Regions from separate parts of the Anser cygnoides genome. Here region 2 is linked to region 1. The links are chromatin contacts, called in public Hi-C maps. All regions are on one chromosome and are shown on one strand. Each heading gives the region's core, a stretch centred on a gene start, on an enhancer-like site or on the middle of the called end of the contact. The rest is flanking DNA. Distances are from core to core; before and after follow the strand shown. Region 1 overlaps HDAC4 (histone deacetylase 4). Region 2 holds the start of HDAC4 (histone deacetylase 4).

Region 1 (6,202 bases), core at 801-3,300:
TGCCGGGCTGTTTTTTTTTTTTTTTAAGGCTGCATGTGACCGGTTTAATGGTCTCTCTCCACATTTCGTATTGCAAGCTTTGAAACTTGAAATTGAAAGGGAGTGCAGGTCTTAATCCCGCAGCTGCTTTTAAAGAAGAGCATTTCTGACTCGGTGAGCAGGGGGCACTCAGCACCGATGCCCTCCCTCACCCCACAAGCAGAGCGGTGCGGCGGGAGGCGGGTGGATGGGGACCTCGGGACACTGGTGGGACTCAGGGCTGCCGGAGGGACATCCAGAGCAGGGGGAGAGGAGGTATATCCTAAAAGACGTTTTAGGTTTGCCTTTGTGATAGCGTGTGGCCCGACAGGTGGGGAAATGAAAGGCTGTGCTGAGGGATCAGCTGCCTCAGCGGCAGCCGAGCGCCAAGAGAAAGCTGCAGTCAGTCACATCGTGCTTAATTTTTGGCACCTTCTTCGTGCCTCTTCTTCTTTCCTAGCTGTGTCCTGAGCAAGCTGAAAAGGGAGGAGGGGAAGTGCTTTTTCCACCCTAAACTGAAGGAAAGCTTTTGGTTGTAGTTCAGTGGAAATTAAAGTTAAATCTTTCTATTAGCTTAAGTGGAAATTGTTAACTACTCCAGGCTGTTGTCATGCTGTAACCCAAGACTGCAGGCTGAAGTTCTTCAGGAGGTTTTCTTTCCTCTTTGCTGCTTTCCGAGTCCTTGGGTTGCTCCACAGTGCTTTTGCAGTGAAAAAACCTTCCTGTTCGGTTGTATTTTTTTTTTTATTTAAACTTTTTGTAAGTAGTACTCCTGGGCTCGAAACTGTCGATATTAAGTTAACGCAAAATCTATAGGCCAGTGCCACCTGCTTTACGACGCTTTACTGGGTGAAGTTAGATTTTATTAGATAACTACACGTGTTTCTGAAACCTTTTTACGTGTTGGCAGTGCAGCAGCTGAAGTGCTTTCAGAGCTGAGTCTTCGGTCCGGCTCTTTGATCTCCCCGTGGGTTATGCAGGCGGATACTGCTGGAGAGTGTACGTGTGTGCGCGATGTGAGCTTCTGCCTGGCTTTTGACTTCAGGTGAAGGGGTTTTTTAATTTTTGAAAAGTTCTTGAAAAGAGGCTTGGTCTTTTGGGAATCTGAAAGGGTTTGCAGTGAATTTGCTCTCATTCTGGCTTAACAGCAATTATTTCATTTTTGGTATTAGTTAATGACAGTGAAATCTTGCCCTGAGTCGTACTAGGAACTTGAGTTTTCCTTCTTAGTCTTATTTATTACTTTGAAACTTCAGGGAGAGCAACTCTTCCTTCAGTCCCTACCCATATCCACGTGCTTGACCCTGCCCCTTTCCTTTTTGTAGGCGTCATCTGCTGAGGAAACACTTGGTGACAGAAATGAAAACTGCTTTATTCTCTTCCATGCCACTCGTTGCTCTGGAAGCCCCATGTGTTTAGAAATTCACCTGCTGTGTTTTCCTAATTCCTTTTTCTGCTGTACATTTTTTCCAGGCAGGTCTCTGCATTCATGCTTGCAGTGGTCGCCTATGTCGTGCATCCTGCATTTTTTTTGGATCATCCCTTAGCCGTCGCATCCCACGTTATGCACGTTCAGGACGTGTTTTGTGATGGCCTCAGGTAGCGAGTGTCTGCGCGTGGAGTGGGGGCAGCTTGGCCAGGCCTCCTTAAAAGGGGAAATTCCTGAACTGCAGGTAAACAAGAGCCCCATTGATCCGCGTGTTTCCAAACTGCACGTTCAAAGTCCTTCTGTCTTTTTTGTAGAGCATCTACTTTCGAGGACAAATGCTAATTTTACATGGGTAGTAAAAACACAGTATTGTAAGGGATTGCTGGCATTTCTAATGATGTCCAAAGGAGTGAAAATAGACTTGTCTGAGGTGGCTTCGTTGTTTGTGCAGTGTGCATCGTCGAGCTGGTGTAACATGCTGCTGGTGCCATAGAGCAGGCTGCCCATGTGCCTCCAGAGCCATCGAAGGTCCACCAGAAGGAACCTTTCCGTAAAGCTCTTCCCCCAGCAAATGGAAAACAAAACCAATTTCCAGTATTTGCCCTCTTGTGCTGTGTGCTTGTGCATCTGAGCAAAGCTTAGAGGAAGGAACGAGTCCTGACAAAGCCACACGTGGAGGTTTTGGCTTTCGGGGACTGCTGCTCCGAGGAGCCCGTGTCACACGCACTTGTGCTTGTGCTTCTTTGCTTTGTCGTTTCCCTCCTAGCTCAGGTAAAGTGCTTCTATTCAGAAGTAAATAGTACTAGAGTAACCAGCCAGCTTTCCAGCATGGATAGCCTGGCGATGGCCTTGGAGTCTGGGAATAACATCGAAAATGATTGAACTATGTGCTTTTTTAGTCTGCTTTAATTATTAACATACCTTAATTGCAGGCATTCTCTCAAAGAGTGACAGCAGACGCCTCACTGTTCAGCTACAGTCCAACTTGTTAACTTTTCCTGCCTCACAGCTCTTCGCACGACTTAATTACCTGTTGTGTATGAGCCGTGAATGTAATCCGCGTGCCCACGGCAGCCAGCCGTGTGCTTTACAGCCTGAGTGCAAAGCGGAGTTTGCGCTGTCAAATTACACCTCACTCTTACATCTCTTACACTGCACAAAGTGTTGAATGAGCTTCATTTATGGGAGCTGCTTGGCGCGGTGGGCTTGGTACACGCTTTAGTTTCTTGGGCGTGGAGGTGCAAGCAGCTACAGAAGAGAAAACCGCAAGTTTTTCTGTCTTTAATTGATCCCGCGTTACTACTGAAGGATTTTAATTGCAGTAATTCAGCTCTTGACCTCGCTAAAGCTTTCACCCCTTCCAGGCTTCGGATCTTCTCCAGTGACTGCAGGTTTTAGCTGCAGACACCGAGTCCACGGTGAAGAAGCAGAAGCCAGACCAGTGAAATGGCTCTGAGCAGTGGCTGTGAAGCATTTCAGCTCAATCGCAGGGAACTCAGGAGAGGGAGGACTCAGTGAAGCTGTGTACTTGCTCTTAGGTGACTTTGTTTTTTTTTTAAAGCATTTAGCAAAAAGTGGGCATGTGTGTAGTGTTTCTAATACTCTTGTATTAATCTGGTAATTGTAATCTTGTAACTGTTGTCCTGCGTTTTGCGGGGATGGTGTTTTCCCAAGGCTTTGTGAAAACATCGGGAACTACGATTTCCAATGTAAATCACAGCATGAACTTTCTGCAGAAAACTTGGAGTCCTGTAACTTCTGGAAATCCCAGCCCCCCGAACTGAACAGTCTGCTTGGTACACAGCTGGTTTTTGGTGTGAGCCCAAGGCCCCCGTCTAAGAGTCAGCAACGTCGCTCCAGGTCACGTACATTGCAACGCGAGGTGCAGCTTCAGCCAGGAGGAAAACGAGAGGATGTTTTTGTGGGTGGTTTTTAATTCTTCCAAATACTACTTCTATGGGTTGAAGTCTGTAGCGGCCTAGACAGAGTGTGTGTTGTGTTTTGTTTGTTTTTTCCCCTTCCATCCCTCTGGACATCCCAAAATGGGTTTCCCTTGCTTATGGGCAGCATCTTGCATTCTCCTTGTTATTTCCAGACATCCCTCGCTGCACTGTTGTGTAGTTAACCAGCTGTGCAAGCTTGCCATGGTTTGTTTTCAGTGGGATTCCCATATGTAAAACGCTTCTGTTTGCTCCAGTTAGCCAGAGATGATCAAATATGGGCTTTGTGGTGGTAATTACAATCTGAGAATGAGTGAAATAGCTTTGCAGCCCGCAGATAATGTGTTTTTTTTCTGTGTACTGCAGTTTCTCGTTTCTTTGGAAGAGAAGGTCAGCCATGCTTTAAAGGCTGCTTCTTCCCCAGGTGTTTTATCAGGATGTGCCGCTCAGGTTGTGAGAGCTGTGCCTGTCCTCACCTGCCAGAAAAACGCTCAGAGCCTGCCTTGCTGCTTGATTTGGGAAGGGCAGGGACTGTGGTACCTACTGGTCCCTGTGTCATCACCTCCCCAGTACGGCAAAGCTGCGCTGATGGCTCTCACTTGCTTGGCTAATTTGCTCCAAAGCAAATACCATAAACCTGTCTTCCCTCTCCTTTCACAGGTAAAGCTTCCAAAGAAATACTAAAAGCGAGCAGGCTTCCAGCCCCAGGCAGCACTGTCAGGGTGTGCTTTTTCCTGGCTGTGTCCCATTTCCCAGGTGCTTTGCACCTTTCCTGGAGTCCTGCGTTGTCCCCTGCTCCCCTTTCACAGTGCTTGCCGATATTCTCTGCCCCGTGAGGGCACCGAGCTGCCTCCTTTGCAGTCAGCTCTCAATTTCTTCTCCTCTCTCTTTACGTATTTGCTGGATTTTTTGTGGTGACACTGATCAATAGTTTGTATCGATGGAGGACAGAATGAACAGACTGTGTTGCAGTAGTTTAGAAAATATTGCTAAAAAACCGGGGTGTTTCTGACTTGTACAAAAGTGCCGTACGTGTACTGCACAGTGTATTTTGCTCAAAACAGTGCTGGTAATTAGATAAAAAAAATATTTTAAAAATCACCCATTCGTTTATGCATTGCAGGTGAGCTTTTTGGAAGGGAGAACAACGTGAAGCTGAATGTTTTATAAGAGACTGATGATTTGCAGGGTGGCAAATACAGAGTGAGGTGGCAGATCTGGGTTAGGGAACCCGTGGAGAAGATGCTTGGTGATGCTGCTGTTCCTTAAATGCACGCTGTCTCTTCTTGCAATGAGCAGCATGCAAAAGCTAGCACACGTAACAAAAGCTTTAACTTGCAGTTGGTAAGGTTACTGGCCAAGAGGATATTTCCCTTGGAGAGAAAATCCCATCATGCCATAACTTTATTAGTATTGATGGTGTCTTCTATTTTGTGTTCCTGGTAGCATTTTTGGATGAGGATGCTTTAGGACCGAGGAGACCTGATTGCGGTGATACTTTGAGTAGTCCAGCCTAAAGGTAAAGACTCTGCTGGTGAGAAGGATCGCCACACCTGAAAACTGAGCTGAAAAATCTGGTTCTGCGATGCCGGGTGACTGTACAGACAAGGTCAGGTAGCAGGGCCGTGCTGGTAAATCCAGTGTTTTGGGGTCTGAGCATATGTTATGAGTAGTTGATGCTTCAGGAAAAGCATGTGGTGAAGAGAAGGGCCAGCTCCAGGCTGGGGGAGGTACTAGGCAGCTCGATAGAAGGTGTCTGCACGAACCAGGTACACCCTGGGGATAAAGGTGGCATCTGCAGTGGTGTCTGCGAAAGAAAAGGAGAAACATGAGGCTCGATACGTGGTGCAGCACTTCTGGAAGAGCCTGGCCTTTTTCATTTGGAAATACAATTCATGATCTGCATTATTATTATTAATTACTATTATTTTTGCATTCTTAACTTGGAACACTGTTTGTGTTACCCTTGAGCACTGACTACCGAGGCATCTTTCCTTTGTGTGGGGGACATGGAAGTCTGTTTTCCGTCTTTCAGAAGATTCCAGCCAGTTAAGTTGCTTTTGTCATTCATTTTTCTCTTGTTTACCAGGGTATTAGTGAGCTGGATGGAATACACGCAGTAAGTGTTTTGCCCTAGGAAACATCAGTAGTCCAGTCACCATTCCAGAAATTCCACTCGGTTCGTTTTTCTCTGTAACAGAGCTCCCAGAGACTCTGCGTGTTGTAAATGTAAATCTGAAAAGGTCAATCCCCATGTATTCCGGAGCCGGGCATACAGGATGACAACGATGTAGGGGCACAAATGAATTTTAAACTGTAGATTGAGAACAGTATGTTCAGAGAAAGCTGTCAATGGATATGCCTTGGATACCGAGGAGTAATTTGAGGTAAAGCAGCGAGAGTTTCTCCTGCATTACTCAGTGACTTAACGTGCAGCAGAGGGGGATCAAACCACGAGGTCTGTAGCCGGGAAAGGGTAAGAGCTGCACGAACTGGGGTTGTTCTTTGCTTCTCTTTGCTTTGCCTATGGGGTCTGAGTGGCAGAGCAGTGCTGGGTAAGTGGCAAATCAAAGGTTTTTCCTGTTGGTCAATTTTCCTGTTGGTCAAAGTTGCATTAGATGTGGGGTTTGGGTGTTGGCTGGTGCAGAGCTCGCAACTGGGACTTGTTTCTGTGTTCTGGCCTGTTGGTGTGTGAGCTCGCTGTCACCATGCTGAAATCCTGTCCAGAGCCTTCAGCGTGGGTCCTCTCCTTCTTCACGTGCAGCACGTCGCCGGCGGTCAGGCTGGCTGTGCCGCGATGAGCTCTCCGTTCAAG
Region 2 (6,172 bases), core at 1,289-3,788, 69 kb before region 1:
CCAGCCCTCAGCGTACAGTCGGTGGGGAAAGGAGACAGCTGGGGGGCACCTCCGGGCCCCACTGTGTTTGGAACCTGCGGGGACCTCTTAGGCAAAGCGTTGGTTGCACCTCGTGTTGGTGAGCAAACCGCCAGGAACGGGGAGCCGCAAGGGAGGGCAGACAGCCACCTGTGTGACCGCCGGGCGTCAGGTCCGCGGAGGAGCTTGTGGCAGTTGCAAATGTTGCCTCGTCAGCTACACAATCTGCATTAGTGACCTTCTAGTCCTAAAGCACTTACACCCATATGTAGCTTGACCCTTTAAAATAATTTAGAAGCTTATTTATACGCACATGCGTACATACGTGTGAGCACACAAACCGGCCCTGAAATAAAGATATCAGGACAACTGTACAAGGAAACCTAAAATCTCACCAACCAAAGAACAACAAACAAACAAGCCCACAAGCCAATATAACCTAAAAATGAATCAAAACGGGCTTTAGCTTTATGCAGAAGTGATGCTCTTCATGCCAGTGGTGTTCTTAGATGCATATTAAAGGGAGAATATTCCAAAACAACAAGGCAGGCTGTGCTGCCCGTATGCTCAAGCTTAGAATAATCAAAATGTAATGCTTGTTGTAAATTTCTGCTAATATATTAATCTTCTAAAAATAAAGTAAGACTGGAAAGCTGAAGTTAATGGGATGCTTTTGCTGATGGAACTGTCAGACTAATTCTGACCTCTGCCAAGAAGTGAGCATGTTGTTCACAGAACAGGAAAAAAAGCAACTGTAGGGGTCAAATCAATATGACAGGATTTTTAGACGGGTGGCCCTTTTGAATGGATATGCAGTCATTAAACATCTCAAAAAAAAAAAAAAGGCTGCGCTTTTATGCTTTTATATATATATATATGTGTAAATTTTGAGGGAGGGATGAAGTTGTTAGCAATTCTCTTCAGGTCCCTGATTTTACCTAAGTCCAGATGGCTGAACTACAGGAGTCCATTATTCTTTAAGGAAAGTCTGGAAGTTTAAGAGCAATTTAGCAAGAGTCAATTAATCAAAATTACCAGAAGTGTGCTGGGATGGCTGCATACGAGTAGGAAAGATATATTTTATACTGTCTTAGTCAAGGATGTTAAGAATTCTGTGAAACTCCTTGAAAGCGACGTGGGAAGTCCCCATCTATTTGCTGGCGGGCTAAGAGTATGGCACAGCGGCTGCACTCCGGGGCGTAAGAGCAGACCACTGAGTCCGTGCCTGGACCATTAACTCCTTTAACTCTGTGTAAGCCAAGGGCTCCACCTATGTGAAGCACAAGCATCCTCTGGAAGCTGTACTTGGATGGGAGAGGAGAGTTTTGAAGGCTGTGCAGATGGCCTTTACCTCAGAACAGAGCCAAAGAGAACCATCTCTCCTTCTAGGACCGGCATGGTGCCTCACCTTCAGAAAAAAAGCTATCGGAAAAAAAAAAAAAAGTGGATTAATAAGATTTGATGTCACAGCATTGGAGATTTAGGCTCTCCTTGGTCACTGGCGACGCCTTCAGTGAAGCGTGAGGTGGTGATCAGCTCCTCACGCACCGCAGGCAGGATGCGCCAGGCAGAGCACAGCAAAGGCAGAACAGCAAAACTCTTGCGGCATGGTGGTTGTGTCAGCCGGGGGCTTGGCCCGGCACGAAACGGCCGCGCGAGGAGGTTTGACAATTCAATAGTGTTAATTCCTTAGAAAACAGAAAAATCAATTAAACGTTGGACACTTCCTAGGAAAGCATGGTAGTGGCAAGTGTGTGGAGCAATCCTTTTTTTTTTTTTTTTTACCCTTGATAATTCAGGCAAATATTTGTATTTTGAACTGTACTCTCTCTTTTTCATAGTGTGATTCAGCTATTTACTATTAAAAGCAGTGTATTTAGCCACCATTTTTGTACGTAACTAGATGGATTTAAAGAAACTTCAGGAGCGGGATTTTGGATGCGGAAAATCCTCAAAAAAAAAAAAATCCATAGGCTAATAAAACACTGTGTATCTACTATGGCTTGCATTTTCCACGGTATTTCCAGTAAATGTATCTCCTTGGAGTATTCTGGGAATCAGGATGCTATATATATATGTGTAGCATGGTATGAGGTATATATACTATATAGTATACTGAGAATATGTATACTATGCATTATCCTGAGAATCAGGGTACTCTAAGGGGATGATACATGAGGGTGCTGTAGTTGTGGCTCTGTCAGTTGGTGCAGGAGGAGCAGAGGACGCGGGACTGCTGCTGCAACTCAGGCCGGGAGGGCCCGGCCGTGCCGGGGCAGGGGGCAGCAAATGGCCGCCATGGCCCGCGGCCGCCTCAGGCAGCGGGCAGCGGCCGGGCCGCGCGCCGCGGCGTCGCCTAGGCGACGGGCGGTGGGCGGGGCCTGGCGGTGCGAGGCGGGGCCTGATTGGCTGCCTTCCCCCCCCGGCGGGAGGGGCAGGGGGAGCGGGGAGGCAAGGAGGGAGCCGCGGCTATAAATAGCCCGCGCGCCCTGATTGGCCGTGGGGAAAATGGTCGCACCACGTGACCCCGCCGCTAAAAATTCCAAGATGGCGGATCCCGTCACGGGCTGAGGCCGTCGGGGGCGCGCGCGCCGCCGTGTCCGCGCCGGGGCCGTGCCCGCGCCGTGCCCGCGCCGTGCCCGGCTCCCCGCCGCCGCCGCGCAGGTCAGTACGCGGCCCCGCGGGCACCGCTGCCGCCCGAGGCCTCCCCGCGGCCGCCGGGCTCCGGGAGGGGTCGGCGGCCCGGCTGCGGGCTGCGGCCGCGCGGGGTGCCGGAGGGCGGGGCGTGCGTGGGGGGGAGGTGACGGGCAGCTCCGGCAGCCAATCAGCGTCGCGCTGGCGGCGGCGGCGGGCGGATTTGAGCGGCTCGGCGGCCCCTTGCCGCTCGCTGATTGGCCGGCGCGCCTGGCGGGGCGGGGCGGTGACGGGCAGCCGCGGCGCCCAATGGGCGCTCAGCCCCGACCCCCCGCTTCCCACCGCTGGCGTTTTTTGTGAATGAGGCGGGAGGGGGCGTGGCCAGCCGTGACCCCGCCCCTCCCACAGCGCGCACGGCCACGCCCCCCACTCCCGGGCGGCCGCGGCTCCGCCCCGCGCCGCCGCCGCCGCCGCCTCGGAGCCGCGCGGGGCTCGGCGGGGAGCGCAGCGCAGCGGGGCCGAGCGGGGCCATGCGGGCAGCGGTGAGCGGCCGGCACCGGGACGGGGCGGGGCGGGGCGGGACGGGCCCCTCCGAGCCCTCCCCGGGGGGTTGGGGGGGAGGCGGCGGCCGCCACCGCCGCCGCTCGGAGCCCGCGGCCCCGGGGCGACGCCTGCGGACCGGGGCCCTCCGCTCCGCTGCCCGAAGTTTGCGGAGGGAGCGGGGTCTGCCCCCCGCACCGCCCGCTGCGGGGAGCGGCGCCCCGCTGGCTGCGCGGGGAGAGGCCTCCGGACCCGGCACCCCCCCCCCCCGTCACTTCCCAAAGGGCAAAAATACCCGAAAAGCGCTTTTTTCGGTGTCGAAAGCATAAAGGGGGTCGTGTTTTCATGCTCCGCGCCGCTCGGAGGTCCTGTGGCGAGGTTAGGCTGCAACAGAGAATGACAGATCCCAGCCCAGCCTGAGCTAGGACCTGTCCTTAAAAGCAGGCTTTTCCCCCCAAAATGCATCGGTTTTGGCATCCGGGGGGAGCGCAGGGAGCCTCTCGCCCCGGCACGCCGCAGGTTTGTGCAACAGTTTTTTGGGCCGTAACTTAAAAAAGGAAAAAAAAAAAAAAAAAAAAAAGAAGATGAGGAAAAAATAGCTTATAATGCATGTGGAGCAGCAGAAGGGAGGTGTTGCCGAGCGCTCGCGTGTGGGTTTTGCTGCAGGAATTTATCAGGGAAGATGCTGTGCAATCCCCGAGCTTCCCTAAATGTTATCTTCGGAGTGTTTGTGGCATGGCGAATGCAGCGTGGCATCTTAAGCAAGCAGACGTATTTACATAACAATTATTGGACGTTATGGCTGGGTACCCGGTGCCATTTAAAGGGAAGTAAACCTGCCTTTTATTCAAAGCACTTGCGTAATTGTTTTGTGCGTGCATTTCATGATAGGGGAAGCCTTTTTCCCCCTCCTGCTTGCTTGTCCATAGCTCGCGTCCGAAGGCTTCCACAGACGAGGCTCCGTGCTGCGGCCGCTCGCTTCGCCAGGGCGGATCGCGCCGCACGGGATCACCTCGTGCTCCCGAGCAGATCACCCCTCGGGAATCGTTCCCGAGACGCGGTGCTGTGCTGGGCGCCCGCGGGCGGCTCAGGCCACGGGCACGCGCTGCTCGGCGCTGGCTCTCGCCAGGGGTGCATGGTGCTCGTTGCCAACAGCTGTGTTCTGTTGTCTTCCTCACGCTAATTTGAGATTTCGGGGATGGAGCGAGTGTCGTTGTGGTCCTCGTGCCCCGGTGGATTTCACCATGGAGCGAGCGACCTCTTTGCCAATGCGTTTTGATTTACTGGTGGCACGGACCGTCACTAAGTGGGACTTGCGCCGCTGTCAGAGTGCTTTCAGCCGTTGCCAAAAGCTACCTGAAGTTAATTATCTGAATTAGACTTTCTTAACAACAACATTTTTTAAAAGCTAAGGAGCTCTGAAGTTTAATAATCTGCTTCTTGGCAAGGTTTCTTTTTTTTTTTTTCTTTTTTTTTTTTCCCCCCCTCTACGTGGTCTGTCGCTGCGCCCAGTTCCAGTCCCCTCTGGTGCTTGCGCTGCTGCTGCGCGGAGTTCTCTGCCCCAAAGCTGCCTCTCCGAAAGAGTTAAGAGGGCATTGAATTAGGAAAGCTCAGCTGCTTGTATACAAATATACAGCAATTACAAGGCAACAAAGTTATTGCAGAATCCTACCGTAACCATGGCAACGTGCTCACTCAATTACATTTGGAAATGTAAAATGCCACCCAGTTAGAAAGAGTAAGTTTTAGTGACTGCAGATTTTCTGTATGAACCCAAATGTGTAAGACGCGGCTTTCCAGGATTCTATGGTTTTTGTCGTGTTGGAATGGCATGTTTCAGCGTGTGCATCTGACAGATCTTGGCTGCTGATATTACGCTGTGCCCTTGGTTGTCTGAACTTAGAGGGGAAAAAAAAGTTCTAAAAAAAAAAATCTTGAAATCTTTCAAATTTTACTTTGCTGCCCTAGAATGTCTTTAGTGTTTTGCTTCAGGACCTGGCTGTAGAGAGAGGACGGGATTAGAACAGCACGAAACGCATTTTGAAAATTACCTCAGAATACCAGAGGAATTTGTCATTTACTTAATGGGATGGAAGCATGAAAGAAAAGCGTACGTATGGAATGAAAGCTCTTATGCTTTGGGGAGGAACTGCTCCTTTGGAAGGCTGTGCTTGCGTAGCACGGCGAGGCTGGCAGGCCTGAGCTGCGGAGCCTGCGGTCAGCACCACGAGCAGGAAGCTCCGGAGAAGCCCAGCTCGGGAGGCAGCAGGTTCTGTGCACCGAGCTCCTGATGCGCGACGGACGCGACATTTTCCATGGAAGTATCGTTTATTGCTCGTTGATTAATGCTGACTTATGAGCAAAAGGAATAAACTAGGAGAATAAATTAGAAAAAAAGTGGTTTCTTGCATAGGCTGACCTCTGCATTGGTCAGGATGCAGCTTTCTGCTTCGCAATGTTTGTGTTGCACGGGTGACTTCCATTAGTGCAGAAAAAGGAAAAACCGCGAGGCCCTTAGGGAGATTTATTTTCTTTATCTTGGAGCGATGTGTTTACCGACACATGCAGATTGATGAGCTTCTGAGGAAGTTACCTGGTAAATTTTCCTCTTTCCCTTCCACTGTGGGCAGAGGCAGAAGCACAGGAGCTGCTTATTCATGGGCTTGCCAAAAAGGTGGAGTTGATCCCAGCCTTCCGTGCTAAATCCCACGGTGAACTGCAAGGACAAGGAGTAGGACTTACTAAAAATAAAAATTAGAAATGAGCAGGAGCCCCTGGGTTTAGATGGCATTGCCCTCTCAATCTCTTCTTGAATGGCTTTGAGCTCTCTGGGGAGTAGGCTTCTTGAAAGCCATCTTAAGGTGCATCTGTGTTGTAGAAGTGTGTGCAACGTCAGAAACTTTCCCTCTAGGTTTGTTTGTGGGTTTCTAGTCTGAGGCAGCTACGAGCTCCCTATTACATGGGCATACCCCAAAACGTG

Evidence for each region. A called contact is a pair of places that touch in the nucleus more often than the background predicts.
Region 2: a Hi-C map of liver shows a contact between it and region 1, with 7 times the contacts expected there. The contact joins the promoter of HDAC4 here to the enhancer-like site in region 1. A contact is called at or near these places in 2 of 7 Hi-C or Micro-C datasets (both in liver).

The regions. Positions count from the first base shown.
Region 1 is chr6:12,822,314-12,828,515 of Taihu_goose_T2T_genome, reverse strand. All of the region lies in intron 2 of HDAC4 (histone deacetylase 4), which reads left to right. Among named protein-coding and RNA genes, the nearest start is that of HDAC4, 70 kb to the left of the region's middle. Within about 2 kb of position 2,050, at least 1 of the 3 cell types and tissues checked has open chromatin away from gene starts, as enhancers often do. A contact at or near this core is called in liver, where this site is marked.
Region 2 is chr6:12,891,361-12,897,532 of Taihu_goose_T2T_genome, reverse strand. It overlaps HDAC4 (histone deacetylase 4), which reads left to right and starts at 2,538. Exons shown (of 26, transcript XM_066999846.1): 1 at 2,538-2,682. LOC106034581 (a long non-coding RNA gene) reads right to left here and starts at 41. Exons shown (of 2, transcript XR_007159068.2): 1 at 1-41.